2 separate regions of the Hordeum vulgare genome follow, and region 2 is linked to region 1. A link is a contact called in public Hi-C data. All regions are on one chromosome and are shown on one strand. Each heading gives the region's core, a stretch centred on a gene start, on an enhancer-like site or on the middle of the called end of the contact. The rest is flanking DNA. Distances are from core to core; before and after follow the strand shown. Region 1 holds the start of LOC123401897 (probable glycosyltransferase 7). Region 2 holds the start of LOC123404271 (zinc finger protein CONSTANS-LIKE 10-like).

The links. Hi-C and Micro-C count contacts between places; a contact is called where the count stands out from the background.
Region 2: a contact with region 1 is called in a Hi-C map of leaf, with 7 times the contacts expected there. The contact joins the promoter of LOC123404271 here to the promoter of LOC123401897 in region 1. A contact is called at or near these places in 4 of 6 Hi-C or Micro-C datasets (leaf and seedling) and 1 of 1 datasets of contacts at active chromatin or transcription factors (embryo).

The regions. Positions count from the first base shown.
Region 1 is chr6H:484,009,896-484,015,031 of MorexV3_pseudomolecules_assembly, reverse strand. It overlaps LOC123401897 (probable glycosyltransferase 7), which reads right to left and starts at 2,856. Exons shown (of 1, transcript XM_045095755.1): 1 at 1,275-2,856. The coding sequence starts at 2,730. The coding sequence ends at 1,447. LOC123401898 (DNA-directed RNA polymerases IV and V subunit 4-like) reads left to right here. Exons shown (of 10, transcript XM_045095756.1): 10 at 45-320.
Region 2 is chr6H:484,176,213-484,181,348 of MorexV3_pseudomolecules_assembly, reverse strand. LOC123404271 (zinc finger protein CONSTANS-LIKE 10-like) reads right to left here and starts at 3,186. Exons shown (of 5, transcript XM_045098194.1): 1 at 2,990-3,186; 2 at 680-1,339; 3 at 41-241. The coding sequence starts at 1,249.

The sequences.
Region 1 (5,136 bases), core at 1,607-4,106:
GATCTAAATTTCTGAATGGGTATTAATCTTAAACATATATGCAGCTGATCGAGCAATGAAGAATCTGGAACGGGGGTCTCTCTGGTGTATGGATGGATGTTCATTGAAATCGACTTCTTTCTTTGAGAGCCGAAATCAAGTTGTCTGTATGTAGAAGCCGCACCATGCACCCGTGTGCCAGCTCTAGGTCTGGCTGGTTGAACCTTGACTTTTGGAAACTAGCTTGTCTAGCTGCTGGTTTACCCGATGGCCTGGCTCGCCTGAACGATGAAAACTGTTGTTGTGGCCTGTGTTTTTATGCATCTCTGCTTGTCTGTTTACTTCTCTGTGAGTAGTATCTCTTCGTGCAGTTTTTTACTTCTAGTTTGAGTCGTATATTTCGTAGAGCAGTTTGAAAATGATTTTGTTTTCTGTAGGCGACGTCTCTGGTAGGGCAGATTGAATTTGTAGGTTCAATGGTTTTAGCTAGAATGATGACTAGTAAACCAACATAAAATCTAATTTAGTCTTAGGGCTCCTTTGATTTAAAGGAAATTAACAGGAGATTTTGAGGATTTATAGATCCTTAGGAAAACCCTGCATGTTGTTATTCCTGTAGTTTAGTGATTTGAGATAGATAGGGCATGCCCCTGATCTTGTGTTATTATATTCCTTTGTTTTGAGAATTCTATAAATCAAAGAAACTCTTAGCTAAGCAAATTGTTCTTAGGAATTGAAAATAAAACCTATTTTATTTGGTACAGCGTTTTTTTTTTCAACTTTCACTTGCTATTTTTTTTGGACGCGTTTAGATATGACTGCTGCTTGATCGGATTGATAGACGATCAAAGTTTGCTTGTGCGCGCATAGGGCCATTTGAACCGCTAACCAGATTCCCCTTTGAGGACATCCATGTTTTCCCAGTTCTGCTTTTGAGTCCTTTCTTTGCCTTGTTTTGTTTCAGCTTCAGTTGGCTTTGAATCACCCAATGGATTGGCTTCACTTGTTTGCTATTGAAGCGCGCCTGGGCGTGCTTCAACCAATTGCACTGAAAATGGATAGAATCCCTATTCAGCTCCCAAAGCTGATTTTAATTACGAGTAGCTGTTTATTTATTTATTTATTTTGTACGAGAATCTGCTGCCTAAAGCTGAAACAATCTTCTGATTCCAAACTATCCAATATCTCTGTTATTATTTTTGAAATTCTTCTCTTTCTTCTGGAGGGAGACTGCTTTGCTAGCTTACTAGTACTAGCACTGCATAAACCCTCGAAGACTAAAAAACGGCGTGGTGTATAGTAGTACTGGGCAACTTTTTATTAGTAGGAGAAAATGGAAAACGGCGGACATCCAGTGTGTACTGAACAACAACAGCACGAAGACAAAACTCGCCACTCGTCAGGTCGACGATGACTCTTCTCAAAAAGGAAAAAAAAAAGATCGATGATGACTCGCCGGTTCCGTTGTCAGCGCCTCCCGGCCGCCGCGGGGTAATCGAACGGCAGCGGCCGCACGTCGTCGCTGAGCGGGCCGGCGTGCCGGAACCCGTAGTCCCTGAGCACCTGGTCGTCGGCGAAGTTGAGCGCGCGCCGGATGCCGTCGTCGCAGCTGTCCCCGGAGTAGTCCCGGTTCCGGTCGCCGCTGCATGGCTGGCACCCCGTGAAGTGCGTCACGAACGGCCGCCTCCACCCCTTGACGCCGCTCTCCGCGAGCCCCGCGCCCGCCAGCGCCGCCTCCCTCGCCTGCGCGTACCCCTCGTGCTCCCAGCTCGCCGCGTGCCGCCTCCGCAGCAGCGCCACCGCCGGCGCCCGCCGCTCCATCGCCTCGTACCGCGCCGCGATGCCGCCGAGCCGCCCCACGATCTCCACCCAGTAGCCCTGGAAGTAGTAGCCGTTCTCCAGGAACACCTTCTCCCGCCACGGGCTGCCCCTGTGCTGCAGCATGTACACCAGCGCCGACTGGTCGTCCGACTCGTTGAACAGCTTGTCCCTGAACGTGGACGTGAGCACGGCGCCCCACCGCTCGTAGTCCGGCGAGTCGGGCCCCATGGCGGCCCAGGCGTCCATGAAGTCGAGCGACCACTGGCAGTTGCGCACGAGGAACACGCCGGCGTTGAGGCCCGTCCACGACGGGCTCGCCTCGTCGTACACGAGGCGCGGCCAGCCGTTGACGACGAGGTTGTGGCCACGGTACCGGCGCAGCGGGAGGCGGAAGTCCATGTCGGTGAGCACGGCGTCCGAGTCCACCCACCAGAACCACTCCGCCTCCGGGTGCGCCACCATGGCGGCCCGGACCACCGGGATCTTGGCCCAGTACCGGTCCATGGACGGCCGGAGCAGCGCCGTGTTGTACAGCAGCTGCACGCCGTTGAGGCGGCAGTAGTCCGCCTTGTTCTTGAGGAGCCGCGTCAGCAGGTGGTCGCCGGTAGGGGAGCGGCACGGCGCCGGCTGCGAGCCGGACACCATCAGGACGCGTCCCTCGCCGGCGCCGGCCAGCTCCGGGTGCGCGCGGAGCCATTGGGCGCGCTTCTCGTCCCACCCGGTGATGGGACGGTCCACGGTGTACGTCACCTCCGGGTCGTCGTAGAAGGTCCGCCGATCACCACCACCAGCAGCAGCGGACGACGACGACCGTCGTCCCAGCAGGACGGCGGGCGGAGTGAAGGGCGAGGACAGCGTCAGCAGCAGCACGGCGGCCACCGCGGCGCCGGCGGAGAAGAGGAGCGCGTCGCCGAGGAGGGAGCGCGCCATGCCGGTGCCAATGCCAAGCAGAGCAGCCCGGTGCGGTGCCGTTGGCCGTGCCGGGGCGCCGTACTTCTAGCGCACCGCAGGCGCGGCGGTGGCATGCATGGCGCGTACTGGCTGGCTGACTGGCATCGTGAGGCGAGCGCGGGGTGAAGGCCGTGAACATATAAAGTCGCGCCCGCGAGTCGTTTAGCCGGTGGCACGTACAGCGTGCGTGCCTGGGGCTGGCATGCATGCGTCCAAAACTCCAAACGCGATCAACTCCAATCGATGGAGGCGCATGCGTCGTTGTGTCCGAGTGAGGTGTACCGTGTACTGGGATGGGTAGCAGATGGAAGAGGGCACCGCCGCAACCGCAAGCAGGCGCCGCTTTGGATCGTAGGTTAGGACCCTTTTTTTCCTGAGAGGGGATGGAAATGACAGCCGCATTTTGGTTTGTTTCATTGCATAATAACAAACCGAAACTAACAGCCAAAAGGTGACGGCCGGCACCCGGCGGTGACCTGCCTGCCTGGCTCCACGGCCCGCACACAACAAGATCGCTTGACTTGTTGCCTCTTCTTCCTTCTTTCTTTCTTCCGTGATCAACTGTCGGCACCAGATAGATAGAAAGGTACTTCCATGTTCCTCGATCAACTTTTCACTTTTGCAACGTTTTTTGTACTCCGGTTCTGAATTTGAACTGAAGGAAGCAATCGATCTTGCACACGGAGAAGAACGGGGCATGGGAAGGGAAAGAGCGGCATGGTAAATCGTAGTGTGTGTGTGTGGCAGTAATCAACTGAGCGAGCGCACGAGGCTGGCTTGTCAAGCGTTGCGCTGCATGAGCCGTCGCCAGTGCACGACGAGATTCCGGCTTTCTGCAGCCGCTGTGAGCCTGTGACTGCCTGCCGAGCAGCCAGTGGCCATGGAGGGCTGCATCTGCGTGCGCGCTCAGAGGGAATACATGAGAGCAGAATTTTGCGTGTGCATGCATCATTCATGCTCATGCATGCCATCGCTGTCGAAAAGCCCAAAAGCCCGCGACTTGAGCATCGACGACCCACTAGTCTGCTACACCCCCAGTGATTCCTTCCGACCACACGAACCTGTGAACAATATCAACTAAGAGCATCTTTAGTTAGATTGGGCTATAATTTGACCCCTCATACTGTCCGGACGTCCCCCTTTTCCAAAAAAACTACGGCCCGAACGTGTCTGCGCGCGAACATGCGCAACGAAATCTCATTTATCCGTGCAACCGAACATCTCAAATTGTTTGGACACATACGTGTGACTGATGGGGTTGGTTCCGCCGAGCGGACAAAATCGGAGGCCCTATACAAAATCCTAAACTGGGCCTTATCTCATTAAATAAAAAACTACATAGGCATAGGTATAATAACATAATTCTTAAAAGAAACCCATAATAATATGAAGTTCATAATAACTTAGATACCAATTGAATTATAAAAAATGTACCCATTCTTGGTTGTATTCTCTTTACTTAAACTACATCATTCTTTTAATATTCTTAAATCTTCAATAATATCCTCATAAGAAATCTTCTTCAATAGATCATTTTCTAGTGCTATTGTGGCCAAATTAGCGAGTCTTTATTGTGTCATGGTAGTGCACATATAAAACTTCAATAGCTTCAGTTTTAGAAGAATAATAAAATAACTATACAATTTTAGAAGAACTAAATAGCTGGTGGAAATCGAAATCTGAAGTAAAGGGCTCACATGATCACTGGTTATTGACGCGATGAAGCTTAAAAAATCGGAGATTGGGAGATTGGCCCGAAATTTCCTTGCTTTTCAGATGATTCAGGTCCACCCTGCCGGCTGTTGTTAGGCCGTTCCTCCTGCCCTCCTGAATCCCGAAAACGACATGGCTGGAGGTTGGAACGGACTTGCTGGACATGAGATTTCTAAGCAAGGAAAATAAGGAGCCTCGATCGCAGGAACCCTAACCTCCGCGCCGATGGCCGCCAGTGCCAGACGAACAGACGCCTTGTCGCTTCGCTCGTCCTAATGACTCCATCCATCTTTGCTTTTTCGATCGCTGGATGGAGCCAGACATAGACGCGTACGCGTAGTTTCGGATTGGGGGCTGCTCCAGGTTGCGAGACGCTAGACGGAGCATCTCAAAGGCCCAAAAGGTTAGATGGGTAGTACTGCCGCGTATAAATTTAAAGGCCCCTGAAAACGGGGGGCCGGCGCACAGGTCGCACCCCCTTGGGCTCGGGCCTGGTTGGTTCGCGACCCACTAAAATGAGAAAAAAAAAGTGGTTTAGAATGAGCCGCGTTCTACGTGGCTGGGGCCGAGGTGCCTGGGAGGCCATGCCTATGAAGTTCGCTAGCTGCTAAATTTTTGCATGGTCCTTGTTACCCTCTCTTTTCATAGAGGTTTAGTTTAGCTTCGTTTGTG
Region 2 (5,136 bases), core at 1,937-4,436, 170 kb before region 1:
GAATAATTGATAAAGAAAATTTCATGCAGAATGTACAAACCTCGTTACAATCAGCAGCTGGCATTTCCTTCATTCCAAAGTAGCTGTCAATTCCAGCATCATCAAATAGTTGCTCTGTCTGAATGTGAGGAGTACCAAACAGTTCTTCATAATTCTCAAATGTCAGTCCAGCATCATCCACACAGAAGTTTTCATATATGCTGCCATCATTGAACATATCGTCATCTGTTACACAGGGTACCTGAATGATACAACCGACTTTTCATAAGCATACAATGACACCAAGGGACAGAGAAAGCCGTTTCATGAAACATGGTGACAATGCAAAAAAAGATCCCGAATTCCAAAATATTGCAACTGTATGACCGTTCAGATTAAGAAAAAATTAAAACATTTTGCCAACAGTACAAATCCATCTGCTACTTCATACCAAAAAAAAAATCATGTTACGAGGTGAAGTTATGGAAACGATAATTGGCCTGCAGAAATGGTGTGTACCTATATTGGTACATTTTATTGTAACTGCAGCTCTACAGCATGACTAATGTTTGGCTACAATCATATGGTAAGTAATGTTGCATGCAACAGGCTATGAGCTGACGGCATATGCAGAAACTTAGCAGAATAGTTAATAATGATGATATATGACTTGGGAGGAAATATGATACTCATAATGTACCTTAGGTGCCATAGAAACTGATTGAGCTGGCTGATGTGTAGGAAGTGGCCGAAGATTCATTTCGCCACTGGATTTAAGCTTTTCGCCAGTGTGTGGATCACTGATGAGTGATGTGTTAGCTATATCCAGCAAGCTGCTATCTTGTTGATCGTGACAATGATTACTGACACCACTGTCATTAATGCTCATCATGCTTATTCCTTCCTCACAATTCGGCTCAGCAGCTGCAGAAGGGGCATCAAAATCAAAGGACCAGATTCTTGCCAGCTCCTCTGATGATGGGCACCCCGAGTAGCAATTTATGGTCTGCCTTAGATGCCCGGCAGCCAAGGATGTCGCGCCATGCCCGTTCCAATCACAGTTTTGGCAAAGTGAAATGTTCTCTTCAAGACATCGGACTGCCGCAGGCTGTGAAGCACAACGATCACAAAGAAGGGTCCTCATATGTCGTCGAGAAAGGGAATTAGCCGAATGCACATTACGGTCGCACGATAAGCATAGGGACGCGGCATCTGATCGGCAATAAATTGTTGGCCTTTGCTCCCCGCAAAAATCACAAAGAGCACCCATGATCCTGGGCCCCTTCCTCTAGCTGCTTGGTGCCACTGCCACTACAACAAGCACTGTCCTGGGTTTCTTAGTACAATTCAGTGAAGGATCCTACATGTGGAAGCAAATACAAAAGATCGTTATCAACAAAGAAAGCTTATTTGACTAATATTGGGCAGATATATATAAATATGATTCTAGAAGGAACAAGTTAGGAACTAATCCACCCACTTGCAACAACGTGTACGTATACAATTTACAGGGAAAGAAGGCATGTTTTATGCCGCCCATAGTGCTTTGACAGAGACCATGCAGATGTCAGTTACTCTGTTCTAAAACCAATAGGAATGCTCCAAAGTGGCACCATATAAGAACGAAACAAGAATGATCCATTTTATTCATATCTTGACATCAGCTAGTAACAACACAGATCTAGGATAATATTTAACCGCGTCCAAATTTAGCTAATAGAGCATTTCCATTTAAAGAAACTTAGTTGGTTTTGACAGAGTCCACCTGGAATTGCCGGCCACGTCAGGACATAAAGAATTCGACTTTTAAAAGCAAAAGTACAACTGACTGGTCTTGGGAACTTTTCTTCTTGATGCACACTACAATTTTATTTATTAATTATGGTTATAATATGCAATCGTGTAGTATATTCTCCATAAAGCATAGGAAGAAACAATAAAAAAATCACCACAGAAGTTAAGTTGGAGTCAACACTGAAACTACATTCGCTCCGGAAATCAGAGAGGCTGAGAGAGGGAGAGGAGACCACAATGCATTTTATAGCACCGAAAAGGATAGAGAAGTATCAACCTGGAGGCACCAAGCAAAAGCATTGAGCAAGCATGGTTGAGAAGCAAAAGGGATGGAGCTGAGCACAAATGGAAATTACGGAAGGCTACCGACCCCGGGCGCAATGCAAATGGCCGTATCGGTTGCCCGTCTTATCAGAAGGCCCCTATTTCTGCACATGAAACGGACGCCTTTCCGTTCAGTTTGCTGCCTCACAGATCGTTGTGGCCTTGCCTAATCCGAGCTGGGGGCGGCACTAATCCCACTTTTTATGCCAACTTGAGCCTGAAGAAAACCATGGACGGATAGAGCCAAGGAACTTTCCCTGGGATTACCTTTGTCTTTCTGATTGAATGAATGAAAACGCCCGTATTTAAGCCGCGAAAGGGATGCCCTTTCAGCGCCTAACCATAGCCTCTTGCTGAGAAAAGAAAAAAGAGAGCCGTATGAGCAAAGCGCAGTACTACTATAGCTATAGCCTGTAGATGGGCACGGTGCTTTTCGACCACGCCGCCAGACGCCAGTAGGCAGGCAGAGGCAGTATGAAAAGCGAAGCGTGGAAAACGGTGAATACATGCCGTAAGCAACTGAGATGAGAATTTAAGCAACCAAATCTAACCAGACCGGCCGGAGCCGCACGTACGCTCCACGCAACACGGGTTAGTAGTTAAAACGTGAGGAGCCCGCGAAATAAAAACGGAAAAAGACTTGAGAACGCGGACGAGGAGGGCCCGAGAATCGAGCGCTCGGATCACCGAGAGCAAGGACACTCCGGCAATTAATCCCACCCGGACACCCAGTCAATCGCTTGGGGCAGCAGCAGCAGCTGGACCCAGGGAACCCATCGCGCGGACGGACCGCTGCTGCTGCTGCTGCTGCTGCTATGAAGTGGAGCTAAAAAACCAAGGAAACGACCAGAGCCAACCGAGAACGGGTGGAGGGCATAGCAGGGGAGCTCACCGGACCGCCGCCTCGCGACGCACGGAGGGAGGCGCCACCGTCGAAGCTTCCACGGGCGCCCGGACTAAAAAAGGACTTTTCTGGAGGAGGAGGAGGAGGAGGAGGGTGCGGGTGGAGAGAGAGGGGGGGATAAGCGAAAGGAGGAGGTGGAATAGGTGGAGGGAGAGCGCAGCGGCGGCAGAGGGAGAAGAAGAATAGGGAGAAAAAGGGCACAAAGGGGATGAGGGTGGCGGGGCCCTTTCCGAGTGCTCTTTTGCGCTTTTGGGGGCAGAAGCGTCACTCGGGCGCCGGATAAGGGGGCGACTGGCGCCGTGCCACGTGCGCGTCCTTTCGCCAAGTGGCGAGCCGGCTCGTTTTCCCCTTCTGCCCCTCGCTCGCTCGCTCGCTCGTGTGTGTTTGCTTTTGTTTTTCTCTGCCGGCGCGGGCCCGCGGGGCGGCGCGGAGCGGACCGGCATGGTGGAAGTGGAACGGCGGCGCCGATGCGTGCATGCGCGCCGGGACTGGGCTGGCGGCATGGATGACAACATGATTGATCATTGCTACAAATATTTAAATGGCCGTCCGGATTTGTAGATGGGTCGGCCGTATGTTCAATGTGCGGCCGTGTTTCAATCCCATCTCGCCCGTTTGAGAAAATATAAATATTTAAAATTAAACTGTCAATTCTTGCACGTATGAAATAGTGTTATCGCAACCCAATAAAAAATAAAAATAATATCAAATAGTATTATTACAATCCAACTAAATTTTGTTTGCACGAAAAAAAATTAAACCAACAAATACATCTATTCGTTGTGAATGTGAGTCAACGTGTGATCAACCAAGTCATCCTCAAGCCACGCAATTCACGATAAAATTGGACAAACTGTTCAAAGGTTGCAGGAGGTGCATGCTCAGACTCAACATTTTCATTCTGGAAATCAAACCCTTGGTCGTAGATGCTATCATTGTGCTCATCATTCACGATCATGTTGTGCATGATCACACAAGCAATCATCACCTCCCAAAGCTTCTTCGTACTCCATGTCAATGCAGAGTTACGAACGATACCCCACTGAGACTGAAGCACACCGAAAGCACACTCCACATCCTTCCTGAAGACCTGCTTTGCCCGTTACCCCAAACGGATGCGGACGGACAAGATGGGGTCGCATGTTGGAGTTGACCTAAGAGCATGATTAATAATACAACCATCTCTTGGCTATAAGATGTTGACATATCATCCATAGCCAACATATACATTTACTCACACAACACGGTTAGCTATAAGGTTGGCCATAGGATTAGTACTTTTTCTCATCTTCTCTCCATCTCTTTATTCACATTTATTGCATGCGTCTAGGAACACGCATATATCTAGGCTCTTGCATAAGAGCCCACTTCCTTTACTTTTTTATGTCTCTCTCCTCCACATAAATAAAATTGTCGTGTAAACGGGCTTATAGCCTACTATTGTACTTGCTCTAACAACATCATGTTAAGGCGTCGCCCGCAAATGTTCGGACCGCGCAATCTAAACGTGTTGTCTCATCGAATCCAACGTGTTTCTGTATAGGTTTGCATGACGGACTTGGCTAACTTTCTATCATGAAGCAAAGATAAACGTTAGGCTTTGCAAGTGTTCTGATAACAGTCATGACTGGTTTTGACCATCCTGCGTCACCCAAAGCCCTCCTCCCTCGTCCCGTGCACTTTTTGTCCGTCGTGAGCTGCTCGCATTCATCTCGAGAAAGGGAATTATCCGAATGCACATTACGGGTGGAGGGCATAGCAGTAGCAGGGGACCTCACCGGACCGTCGCCTCGCGACGCACGGAGGGAGGTGCCACCGTCGAAGCTTCCACGGGCGCCCGGACTAAAAAAGGACTTTTCTGGAGGAGGGTGAGGGTGCGGGTAGAGAGAGAGGGGGGGATAAGCGAAAGGGGGAGGTGGAATAGGTGGAGGGAGAGCGCAGCAGCGGCAGAGGGAGAAGAAGAATATAGGGAGGTAAAGGGAGAAAAGGGCCAAGGGGATGAGGGGTGGCGGGGCCCTTTCCGAGTGCTCTTTTGCGCTTTTGGGGGCAGAAGCGTCACTCGGGTGCCGGATAAGGGGGCGACTGGCGCCCTGCCACATGAGCGTCCTTTTGCCAAGTGGCGAGCCGGCTCGTTT